Regions from separate parts of the Mus musculus genome. Here region 1 is linked to region 2. Evidence: chromatin contacts called from public promoter capture Hi-C data. All regions are on one chromosome and are shown on one strand. The core of a region is the stretch at or near the end of the contact, and the rest is flanking DNA. Distances in the headings are between cores, read along the strand shown. Region 1 holds the start of Shcbp1 (Shc SH2-domain binding protein 1). Region 2 holds the start of Cers4 (ceramide synthase 4).

Region 1 (6,655 bases), core at 1,449-3,948, 290 kb before region 2:
ATGAAGACACATCATACCACCTATGCGACACAATGAAAGCAGTGGCAAGAGGAAAACTCATAGCTCTAAGTGCCTCCAAAAAGATACTGAAGAGAGCTTACACTAGCAGCTTGACAGCATACCTGAAAGCTCTAGAAGAAAAAGAATAAAATACATCCAAGAGTGTTAGATGGCAGGTAATAATCAAACATAGGGATGAAATCAACCAAATATAAACAAAAAGAACTATACAAACAATCAACAAAACCAGGAGCTGGTTCTTTGAAAAAAATCAACAAGATAGAATCAATATCCAAATTAATAAAATCAGAAGTAAAAGAGAGACATAACAATGAAATATATCTTAAAATAATCATTCTGTTTGTTAAATATTAACAGTTTGTATTTTATAATTTGTATGTTGGACTTTTAAACAGAATTGAGACTGTGATAAACTGTAGGGATTTTGAAGCTGAACTAGATGCCTTTCACAATATAATATTGCTATAAGCCTATGGAGGCCAGGGAGTCGAGTGTGGTAGTGTGAATACAGATGAGCCCCATAGGTTCATATATTTGAGGTTTGGAGGCTTCAAAAGTCTCCCACCATCCCCAGGGCTGATGAAGCAACGGAATGATACTGATGCTTCCACTCTCCCAAGCTGAGCTCTACCTGGAGTAGCACAACTTCCCAGAACATTGGACTAGACTAGTCTACAAAAGACTAAAAGTTTGATTCTGGAAATTCTTTTTTTTTTTTTCTGTTACTGAAAATAGACTTTTTTTCATACAACATACCTCAAGAAGTGACATCGAGGATGAGAAAGAATTAAGTTAAGGTGCTACTGAGATACCTGTGGCAAGCTGGTAAAGATGGCAATCTACAGAGCAAAACGAGGTGATACAAAAGAAACTTTGTCTCATGGGAGCCACTGGGAAGGGGCTGGGAGACTAGGGGGGAAAAAAACATAACTCTCTAGAATCTGGTTCACCTCAGGCCTCAATTAGTCACCTCAAACACCGACATCTTGATGACTAACAGCCAGCCACCAGAGCAAGAGGACATGGAAAAGCTATTGAATTAGCTTGGAGAAGTTATTCAACTTTTTCATGAGGTCTGTACCTCATTGTGAAATGAGTAGACCGTACTGCTACGTCTTATCTCATTGGAATATTTTTTAAGAAAACATGCTTTTTCAGTACATAGCAAGGAGCAGATTACTGGGGGATAGCAAGACTAATTCCTGAAGACTGATAAAATATTTATGTATTAATTTACATATGTTTTGTGATACATGCATGTTCATGTGAGTGTGTGGACATAAGTGTAGATAACAGATGATTAGGTCTGGTGTCTTTTTCTATGGCTCCCCACCTTATTTTTTGAGATAAGTTCTCTCACTGAACCTGAACTTTGCCAATTTGGATAGACTTGCTGACCAATAAGATCCAGGGTGGTCCTGTCTCCAAACCATCCCTCTTCCAGCACTGGGATTACAAATGGTTACTATCATATCTAGTTTTTTATGTGGGTCTGGGGACCAAACACGTCCTCATGCTTGTCTAGCAAATATCCCATCAGTTGAAACATTTTTCCAGCTCCATAGAATGATTTTTGAAATTTAAATAAGATATTGTAGGTAAAACTTGCTGGCAGTATTTTGTATAGTAAATAATAGCTATTAACGTTAGTTACAGTTTAATTTATTAAAAGTTAATCAAATAGCATACTAAATATAACTTTTTGAGACGTTTTACCATATCACCCTTACTGAACTGGAATTTGATTTGTAGACCAATCTGGCCTGGAACTCCTAGAGACCTACCTCCTGTCTCTGTCTCTGCTTCTGACTCTAGAGTAGTAGAATTAAAGGCATATGCCACCACAGCCTATCTAAATATAATTTAACATTACTTGAAACTACCCAGTGTCTGGTTCCTGATGGTGACAGTGACAGAGCTGCTTATACCAACATTCTAATATTGCTTCATCTGTAGCCAGCTCCTGAGTCATGAAGGGATTTACACACACACACACACACACACACACACACACACACACACACGTAATAGCATTCACTAGCAGTGGCTAAAACACATACATGTTTTTGTTTGTTTGTTTGTTTGTTTGTTTGCTTTTGTGTTGTTTGTAATGATCTACTGTAATTGACAACCACACTGATTAAGCCAATTAAAACTTTTACGTCCTTTTTATTGGAGATCAAACTTGAGCCCCTAAAAACTTACTTGTTGACAAAGCTCAAGGATATATAGTTTTAAAGGTAAACCAAAGTAAAGTGGGTGTTAGAGTAATCTTGAAGCATTTATTATTAGCAGAAAATAGTAGTTATTTTAGACATAACTTGCTAATTATTTCGTTTAATACCTCTGACCATGGCCAAGGCTCTGGAAATCTTAAAGGTGTTGCCAAGGTCAACTGACCTAAAAACTCTTTAAGCAAACATAGAGTCAATCAAGATGGCATATCTTAATCATTTCACTTTCATTATCTTTTCTACTATGCTCAACATCCAAGTTTGCCTTGCTGATTTTTGAGAAAGCATTCCAAATTACATCAACATTCAACTTCCTTTTGTTACTGGGAAGAACTTGATCGAGAACAGTCCGCCAATCCCACAGGTGGCGCTGAAGGACTATCAGAGCAGTTACTGAAAGCTGAAGATGCTCCTCTAGTCGAGTACTGACGCTAGAGATGTCGTCATCGCGTTCTGGTTTGTGACAGCCGCCCGCGTAAATTTGAAATGGCTGATGATTTGCGGGCTGGTGGAGTTCTGGAACCTATAGCTATGGTTCCACCGAGACCTGACTTGGCGGCGGAGAAGGAACCGGCGTCCTGGAAGGAAGGTGAGCACCTCAACCCGAGTCGGAGAGCTGTTTTCGTGGTTGCCGGCCGGGCCTGGCCACCCTAAGGACGCGATTACCTGGGTGGGGAGTTCTGTGCTGGGTCTGGCCCCGCTCTCACGACTTCGGAGTCGGGAGATACTGTGGCCAATTTAGGCTCTCTATCCTCCTGACTCAGCTTCCGGAGAAGAGAAGGGGTTGGATCTGGGTGGACATTCCCCAGACGGAAGGGACTCAGGGGGCTTTGTATTCATTTATTTCATGAGCCAAGTTTTTGTTTGTTTGATTGATTGATTGATTGATTGATTGATTTGTTTTTAACCTACATCTAAGGGATCATGTGCTACGCTTCTCCTTTTTAAAAACAACCTTGAACTCTCATCCTATGCACTGGGGACAGATGACAGCAGAGCTGAGTTTGGATAGAATCCAGAAATAGAATTGACCCAGCTTTTCTTTTCTTTTCTTTTTTCTTTTTTTCCAACACAAACCACCAGCATTTATTTCCTGGGCCTAAGTATCAGTCTTTTGGTAAAAAGGGCAAAGAATTGGTCAGTTAGTTTTGAATCCAAATCCTTTCCCCAAACTGGATCTGTGAGGCGCCATGAGGAAACTTAGAGCTGCATAGATCATCAGAACTGAGCTTAAACCCGCTTTCAAAACAAAACCAAAACCCAAAACCAAAGCAGAAGAAAAGTGATTGTCAGCTTCTCTCTCTCTCTCTCTCTCTCTCTCTCTCTCTCTCTCTCTCTCTCTCTCTCTCTCTCTCTCTCTCTGAAAAAGTTATGTTTTTTTAAAAATGTAAAAGAAGCTTTAAAAAAGGGCTAGGAAGATCTTCCTGACAGACAGGCTGGCTGGAGGGTGAGTGGTGACAGGACAGTCCCTGTCCAGGTGGCAGCTGCTCACCTAGGGGCAGGGCCTGGCTCAAGCCCCGCCTAGCTGAATAAATAATATCTCGTGGTGCTGGTTGTCTTCAGAGTGTACCTGAGCACCGTGGGGAGGTGGGGAAGAGTGGAGCCTGCGGTGTGGGTGGAGGACTTGGCTGGAGTGGGGGCCACAGAGGATTCCATGAGGCTCTCAGTCGGCCTGGCTGGCCAGGGCTCCAGTCCGGGAGGTACAGCAGGTCTCTTCCAGCCTTGGGACCACAGGCAGACTCAGGACGAGGTGTTCGCATCACTGCTCTCAGGCTGGCTGCTGGCTTCCTTGTCTGGGGTACTTCCCTCTGCCTGTGCTTCTCCCTCAAGTGCGAGCTCGCCCATGTCTCCAGCGAGCTTCCGCATGCTCACGGCCTCCGAGTCTCCCTGGATGTCAGGGACTGCATTCCGATGGCCTGTCCGGTCGCAGGAGATGAAGTCCGAGTAAGAGGACTCGACTTCCATCATGCCTGTCGCATCGCTCCTCAGGCCTGACCAAGGGACAACCAAGAAACATGGGTGCTAATACTGCCTTGAATGTGGCCGTGGGATTTTCAAAGCTCACAGCAGAAGTCCAGGTGGTCTCTCTCTGACTGTATAGCAAGTCTAGTCTAATTCCGTTTTCCTGCCTGCATCTCTTCAGGTTTTTCACTCTTGATTAGCCAGTGCAGAAGGTCTGCCGCCTTGTCGCCTCATAGAGCCCCAGCCCTAACCCAGCTTTTCTAACCCTCAGCTTCATTGTACCTAATCATGGGAATTTTATTTGCCAAACTGTGACCTTACATATGCTAGGAAAGAGCTCTACCATCCCCAGTTCCTTTTTTACTTTGAGGCAGGGCCTCTACATAGTCCTGGCTGACCTGAAACTCACTATGTAGACCAAGCCAGCCTCCAACTCAGAGTTCCACCTGTACTGGAGGCTCAAGGCATGAACCACCGTGTCTGGCCTTGATGATTTTTAAAGCTAGTTTATATTAACACATTCAGTTATAATGTGTAATGGACAGAGTTAGGTTGATGTGAGAAATCATAGGTGTGACTTAATTCTTCAACAAGCGTACTTTGTGAACAGCCAAAAGTTTCATATGTACAGATGCCTTAGAAAACAGCCAGTATTTCCAATGTGAAAGCGTTATAATATGAAGAGTCAGCTTTAAAGTGTCTGTCTGTAAGGAACTAAACTTGTATGCTATTGTATGAGAAATCTTAAAAGTGGCATTTACAAGTCAGGAGTGATAGTGCATCTCTGTGATTCCAGCACTTGAGTGGTAGGAGCAGGAGCAATGGGAATAAAGGGCCATGCTTGGCTACCTAATAAGTTGGAGACCAGCCTGGGCTACATGAAACTCTGTCTCCATAAAACCAAACCAAAACAACAGTCACAATAAAACACTGAACTTAGAGAAACAGAGTTTACTTCATGGTTTCCCAAAGAATGGGGAAACTGTTTGTCAAAGTAGACTTAATGAAAAGCAAGAAGAGTAGAGTAGATCATGTATTTTCACCATTTAAAGAAAATATGTGAGGTAATGGAAATCTTAGCTTTCTTATGGTAATTATTTCTTAATATGTAAATAAAACATGAATGTCTTCCGTAGATGACTTTCTTTTTCTACTTTGTTTCTTGGCAAATTTTTTAATTTAATTTAATTTCAATTTAAAAGACAAATACAGCTAAAAAGCATATGGAGTGCATCAACTTAATAAACCTAGTTTCTACCAATCAAAGGGCTAAGAACGCTATCAGCATCTGAGGTTTATAGCTGAGAGTCATCTACTTGGCTATAACTAGCCTTTTATATTTCCACCAATATATTTGAAGAACGCCTTGATTTATGACTGATTTTATTCTGTTACTATTTTTTTAAAAAAACAATGAAACTGCTACATTAGAGCATAGAATTTGGATGTGATGGTTTGTATATGCTCAGGCCAGGGAGTGGCACTATTAGAAGGTATGGCCTTGTATGTAGGTGTGTCACTGTGGATGTGGGCTTTAAGACTCTCATCCCTAGCTTCCTGGAAGTCAGTATTCTGTTAACAGCCTTCAGATTAAGATATAGAACTCTTAGTTCCTCCTGCACCATGCCTGCCTGGATACTTCCATGTTCCTGCCTTGATGATGATAGACTGAATTTCTGAACATGTAAACCAGCCACAGTGTTGTCTTTATAAGACTTGCCTTGGTTATGGTGTCTGTTCCTAGCAGTGAACCCTAAAAATCAATCTTCTGAGAAGTTTTCTTAAGCTGTGTTCCAGAGATAGCCAAGGTTATTCCTCATGCTACAGCACTCTTTAGTAATGTGTTAAAGTCATCCAGGTGGTACTGGTTTTGAAGGCATGAGGGGTTATGAAGAACAGCTGAGGCTTGGCACTGTGAGAGGCAGTGGAAGGCCATTGGTGAAGGTGCAGCCTCAGTTGGTCCACGACTGAAGGATCATGTAAAGGAGTTGAGGCTTGGCACCATGAAGAGAGCCTATGAGAGGCTTTTGGTGAAGCCTAGTTGCAGAAGAAAACCCCAGTGGTTTTGGTTTTTGGGGGTGGGGGTGGGGGTGGGATTGTTTTTGTTTTTGTTTTTTTTTTCAAAACAGGATTTCTCTATGTAGCCCTGGCTGTCCTAGATCTCACTCTGTAGACCAAACTGGCCTTAAACTCAGAAATCCACCTGCCTCTGCCTCCCAAGTGCTGGGATTAAAGGTGTGTGCCACCACTGCCCAGCCAGACCCCAGTGTATTAGAGATGCCAGTACTATGGGGTTGATCACCAAGAACAGCAACAGCAGTAGATCAACCTGAGCTTAGAGTGCTACAGAGGGCAGAACTGGAAAAGTGATGCCAGCCCTTTGGAAGAGCTCAGAAGATCATATGTAGAACAAGAAGCTGTGAAGTTGAAAGTGCCTT
Region 2 (6,163 bases), core at 594-3,093:
CTGCTCTCTTAGGAAGCCCTGTCTCCTAAATCCCCGTATCACTCATAGATTTTGCAAGCTCAAGGCGTAACTGGCTTACAGAATGAATTCAAAGACGGCTTAAACAAGTTAGTGAGCCCGGGCGTGGTGGCGCACGCCTTTAATCCCAGCACTGGGGAGGCAGAGACAGGTGGACTTCTGAGTTCAAGGCCAGCCTGGTCTACAGAGTGAGTTCCAGGACAGCCAGGGCTATACAGAGAAACCCTGTCTCGGCAAAAAAAAAAAAAAAAAAAGAAAAGAAAAGAAAAGAAAAGAAAAAGTTAGTGAGGTGGTCTCAAAATAAAACCTAAGGACTAAGCTGGTGCTAGCTCAGTCAGTACAGCGCTTGCTATGCAAGTATGACAACCTCCAGGTTCAGTTAAGAGACCTGTCTCAGGAACTAATATGGAGAGTGAGAGAGGAAGGCATAAGAAGTCAATCTCTGGCCTCCACACACACATAGATGCACACACACATGCATACACACATTGACACCACAAGTTAGTGTACACACACACACACGTACACACACACACACACACACACACACACACACACACACGAAGGAAGGAAGGAAGCAACCAAAGTGCTGCAGCGGCAAAGTGCTTGTCTAGCATGAGGCCCTAGATTCAACCTAGCCCTTCCCCCAAATAAAATAAGGCCCCTTCCAAATTCTCAGAAGACCACCTCGGAAAGCTTCACACAGACCTTCCTCACATCTCACTTCCAAACAAGCATGAAACACAATTCTTGGGGGGAAACACAGAATTTCTAACTTACCTCTTATCACTTCACGCACCTTCCATCAGGGGTCCAGCCAGACGTCCAGGTTGCCCTGGTGTCTTTTCAACTTTCCCAGCATAGGGCAGGGTCTTCCTCTCAAGACACAATCAGATGGCTGTTGCTTGCTGCCTTAAACATCCCTTGTACACACAGCCCGGAGGATGGAGCTGTGGGCTCCTCATTGTCTTCCAAGCCCTGGTCAACCACTCCCTACCTCCTTTCTTCCCTGTATACACTCCAGCCTCTTTTCTGGTCTGCAAATACACCAGCCTGGCCATTTCCCTAGGATTTTGTGGCCTGGGCCCAGAAAGCTCTCCATAGCAGGTGCCCTCATGACAGGCTGCCCCTTTCCCTCAGACACCATAGGCTTCCTCACAACACTTCAACCTCCTTCCTCCAGGATTTGGATAGTGCTCTACACACTCCCTTGTTTCCCAGAGGCTGGGTCTACGTGGTTCCCGAATCTCTGTGTCTGCGGCCTTCGGCCTTCGCCTGTCGGGTCGGTAGCACCCAGCAGGCGCTCCGTACAAATTCTCTAGTGACAGACATTCCTGTGGCGCAGTGCCTGTTCACATGTCCGGATTCCCCACGTCACGACAACCCCCATTCTCTCCCGCGCGTTTTCTATTCATGTCCACCACCTGCACCTGCTCCATGGGGGCACCACAGCTCTCAGATCAGAATGCAACCTGATCCCCGACCAGATGGGAAACTCTGAGAAATACCTTGTCGGAGAAATGATGGGAAACTAAATGACTGTTTTGGCTCCGAGCCGGACTGCTCTTAGCCCTGGAGGAGAGGAATGTTTCGAGGGTATCTACTAGGGCGGCGCCCCCAGAGAGGGGTGATTGCTTACCTGGAGGTTCAGAAAGCAAGATGCAGGCCGAGGCGGTGCGGAGATCAGCTAATCCGAAGATGCCTTAGACAAGCCGCAGACCGCTCTGGGCCGAGAAACTCCTCGCTACAGAGCCTCCACCCGCGAGGGAGGAAATAGGACCGGAGGGGGCCTCCGGGAGGAGTTTGATGGGGCCTTGGGCGTGGTCTGAGCAGGGGAAAAGGGCGTGGCTTCAGTGCGGTCGGGCCCAGTGGGCCAAAGAACCGCTTGGTCCAAAACCCTGAGTCCTAAACTGCCCAACCGGCGGCCTGGCCTCGCCCCCACGCCACCAGGCCCCTCCCTAGACCCCCACCTTATAGTCGTTTGTCTCCTCCAGACCCCGCCCTGAGCCCCTAATCCTGCACCTTGGGACCCTCCCTCCAGCCTCGCCCTAGACTATTACCAGCTCCTTCAGTTTCCAGGCCCCGCCCACAGCCCCCTACCCGCCGCCGCCACCAGGACCCGCCCCCAACTCCACTCAACCTCTGGTCTGCTACTCCTCACCCCAATCCCTGCTTTCAGCCTCTTCCTCTAACTGGCAAGGCCTGGTCCCCAGCCCAGTCCAGCCTTATCAGGCCCCGCCCCGACCGGAGGCTGTTGTGGGCACCTGGCCTTTCTCCAGCCATGCTGTAGGTTTCTGCAGAGCATATCTCTGACGTTTTAACCCAGCAGCGTCTACTAGGCACTCTCTCTGGATCTTGTTTTCCAGTTCTAGGTCTCTTCTTTGTGATGCTCTGGCTTGTCTTTCTGCCTGCACTCTGTTTCTCAGATGCACTGCTAGGCTCTGCAAAGGAAGCTTGGATCGTTCTGCAGGCCTCAGCACCCCAGGGCATCAGTACTTGGAGTCGGTCAGACCAACCTAGAGGATTGCTGGGCCTGGGCCCACCAAGAAGCTGTCCACAGGATTGAAAAGGAGAAGGGAGATTACATTAATATGTCGGCTATGGTTTTGTGAGGTGCAAAGATCAGGCAAGATCTGAGAGATTAAGCTGAGATACAAGTCAGAGTGGGTGATAGCTGTTTCCACTGTTTGACCTAGGATAATGCAGGAGGATGTTGGCCTCTCCTTGCCTAGTACAACCAGAGGAAAGACAATTCTAGGGCAAGCAGTTAGAAGAGACTTCTAATAACTTGTCATCTTTGTAAAAGAGAATATAATATAAGGACATCAAGCCTAGCTCAGAAGGTAGACTGCTTGTCTAGTATACAGGTGTCCCTGAGTTTGATAAGCCAAGGGTGATATATAGACCAGATGCCAATGTGAAAGAGGAAAGTCACACAGGGTATTCCCAAGCACTTAGACCATGGGAGCCACTTATCTTGATAGTGACATGGAAATACAAGCCAGAGGTCCACAGAGAAGTGGAGGATTTGAGTGTACAAGGGTCATGGAGAAATGTTCAGTGGAAGTTACAACCAAAGTTGGATGGCTGAAGAAGAGTGGGGTGTCAGCTTTTTACTTGCATGCCTAGGCCTGCTCCACAGTCTGGAAGTAGTTGGGTGTCCTTGGAAGAAGCTACTTCTGGCTCTCTGAAGCCGAGTAAATTAACAGATTACAAGAAACCTCAGCTGACAAGGCAAGTCAGCAAGTAAAACTGTCTGTCACCAAGCCTGACAACCTGAGTTCAATAGCCAGGACATGGGAGTAGAAGAGAAGCAACTCCCAAAAGCCTTTTGACTTCTGGGTAGAGGTATGACTCATTTTGGACTTGGGTTGCATGAGAGGAGCATTATGGAAGATAGAGGAGTTTGTCGTTCTGGAAAGCATGACCCAGGGGTGGTCAATAGAAGGAAGATGGTATACCCAAAAGATTTAAAAGGCAGACAAAAGATCTAAAGACAGGGTTTAGAGAGACAGAGGAAGCTGTGCCTGGCTGGCATGAGATAATAGACTTCTAAGCTAGTGGATGCAGTATGTATCGTCTGGTGGATGCAGTATGTATCGTCTGGTGGATGCAGCATGTATCATCTGGTGGATGCAGCTTGTATCGTCTGGTGGATACAATATGTATCGTCTGGTGGATGCAGTATGTATCGTCTGGTGGATGCAGCATGTATCGTCTGGTGGATGCAATATGTATCCTCTGGTGGATGCAGTATGTATCGTCTGGTGGATGCAGCATGTATGTCTGGTGGATGCAGTATGTATCATCTGGTGGATGCAGCTTGTATCGTCTGGTGGATGCAGCATGTATCGTCTGGTGGATACAATATGTATCGTCTGGTGGATACAGTATGTATTGTCTGGTGGATGCAGTATGTATCGTCTGGGAAGGGGACCCTAACTAAGGCTGGACCTCAAGCCTGAGAAATCGAGGCTCCCATGCTTTCTCTTGCAGATTTTCTTTTGTTGCTTTTCAGTTATTTTTCATTGTTATTTTTATTTTTTGAGACAGAATCTCTTATATTTCAAGCTGGTCTCAAAATCCCTATGTTCCTGAGGATGGTTTTGACCTTCTAATCCAACTGTCTCCACTAATTTCTAAACTTGGATTAAAAATGTGAGCCACCATTTGAGGTGTTGTCGGTGTGTGTGTGTGTGTGTGTGTGTGTGTGTGTGTGTGTGTGTTTCTCGGGTCTTTCACATGCTTGAAAAGCACTCTCTCACTGAGCTATACCCTATCACTAGCCCCCACCCCACCCCACCCCCACCCCGACTTTGACCCCCTGTATAATCTTCCCATCCATGTGAGGCTCAAATGATTAAGGAAGCTACTAAGTGCTATGACCCAGGAAGCAACTCTGTGCTGCTCCCCTCTGTCTTAATTACTTTTTTGTTGCTACAATAAAACATTCTGACAAAACCAATTTAGGAAGAAAGCATTTATTTTAGCTCACGGTTCCAGATATACATCACTAACGGGAAGTCAGGGGCCTGGGACATATGGTGGCATTCCATCTGCAGTCAAGAAACAGAGAGGGATACATGCTATTTGCTTAGCTCATCTTCCCCTTTCTATAGACTCTAGGATCCAGACAGCAGTGTCACCACAGTGCACAAGTCTTCCCATTTCAATCTGATGAACACAACCACTGTCAGGCGTATCCACAGGTTCCTCTCCCAGGTGATTCTAGATTTCATCAAGTTGATAATTGAGATTGACCATCACAGTCTCCAACTAGGGGGTCTGAAGTAGATACCTATATTGATCTTCTCTAGAACCTGGGCTGATTGTGACCAGGCCTGAAGACTGGACCCTGGGACCCACAACACCTAGGCTAAGCACAATAAGAGTTATTCACAAGTGATCACTGTCTTAGGGTTTATATTGCTGCAATGAAACCTGTACCATTTGGGTGGCTCTTATACTACCAAGTTCTGCTACCGACATGAGGTACAACCTTGGTCACCTCTGGAACACAGGTTCTGTGTGCTCTCAGGAAACACCTCCCAGAAGATTTCTCTTTAATGATGCTAGTCTCTTTTTAATCACCTCTAATTTCCCAGCTCTAGCTAACCAACATCAATTGTCCCAGTAAAACAAAGATTATACTTTAGTTGTTCTGGTTTCTTGTTAATCACAGCTGATTCTTCAGCTCCAGCTGATCAGACACTGCAGATTCTTCACAAAAATAGCCCAATTAGAGTCTTTGCTTCCCTCTAAAACTTCATTAGCCAGCTCTCCAATCTTCTACATTGTCCTCAACATTTTCCAAGCTCCTACAGAACAAAACACTCAATGACTTTTCTTACTCAAAACTCCAAAGTACACCCACAATCCTGCTAATAACATGCACAGGTCTGTCTCAGCAATACCACACAATCCTGGTGGCAATTTATCTTAGTTAGTGTTTCTATTGCTGCATGAAACACCATGACTAAAGTAAGTTGTGGTTGTAGTTCTCCACTGAAGGAAATCAGGACAAGAATTCAAACAGGGCAGGAACCTATGGGCAAGTACTGCTTACTGGCTTGTTTATCACGGTTTGCTCAGCCTGCCTTCTTATAGAACTCAGGACCTTTAGCCCAGGAAGGGCACCACCCACATTGGGTCTGGCTTTCCCCTGTCAGTCACTAACTAAGGAAATGTCCCACAGGCTTGCCTTCAGTCAGATCCCATGCAGGCATTTTCTCAATTGATGCTCCCTTCTCTGAAGACTCTTGCTTGTGTTAAGTTGACATAAAACTAGTCAAGACAATCTGAGATTTTTCCTGACTTCTGAAGTCTGTGACTTTGTTACTTCAATTTGATTTTGTATTTATTTGAGGAAGACACTTATGTGTCCCAGCCTATATGCTGGGGGTCAGAAGGCAGTTTGCAAAGGTCAGTTCTGACCTTCCTTCTACCATGTGGGTTCTGGGGATTGAACTCCGGTCATCAGGCTTAACAGTAAATGCTTTTACTACCTGATCCATCTCATTGGCCCCTAAATGTGTTACTTCTCATGGTTAACAAGATTACACATGGGATAACATGAAAGATGTTAAGAAGGGAGATGACTGAGGACCATCTGGGCCTGGTGTTACCACAGGGTCCTCACTGCATT

What was found. Promoter capture Hi-C pulls out the DNA fragments that hold promoters and counts their contacts.
Region 1: a contact with region 2 is called in a promoter capture Hi-C map of stem cell-derived epiblast-like cells, with 2.0 times the contacts expected there. The contact joins the promoter of Shcbp1 here to the promoter of Cers4 in region 2. A contact is called at or near these places in 2 of 39 promoter capture datasets (the 3T3-L1 cell line and stem cell-derived epiblast-like cells).

What each region holds. Positions count from the first base shown.
Region 1 is chr8:4,775,610-4,782,264 of GRCm38.p6, reverse strand. Shcbp1 (Shc SH2-domain binding protein 1) reads left to right here and starts at 2,698. Exons shown (of 13, transcript NM_011369.3): 1 at 2,698-2,844. The coding sequence starts at 2,742. It also overlaps the pseudogene Gm6334.
Region 2 is chr8:4,489,085-4,495,247 of GRCm38.p6, reverse strand. It overlaps Cers4 (ceramide synthase 4), which reads right to left and starts at 1,843. Exons shown (of 11, transcript NM_026058.4): 1 at 1,658-1,843.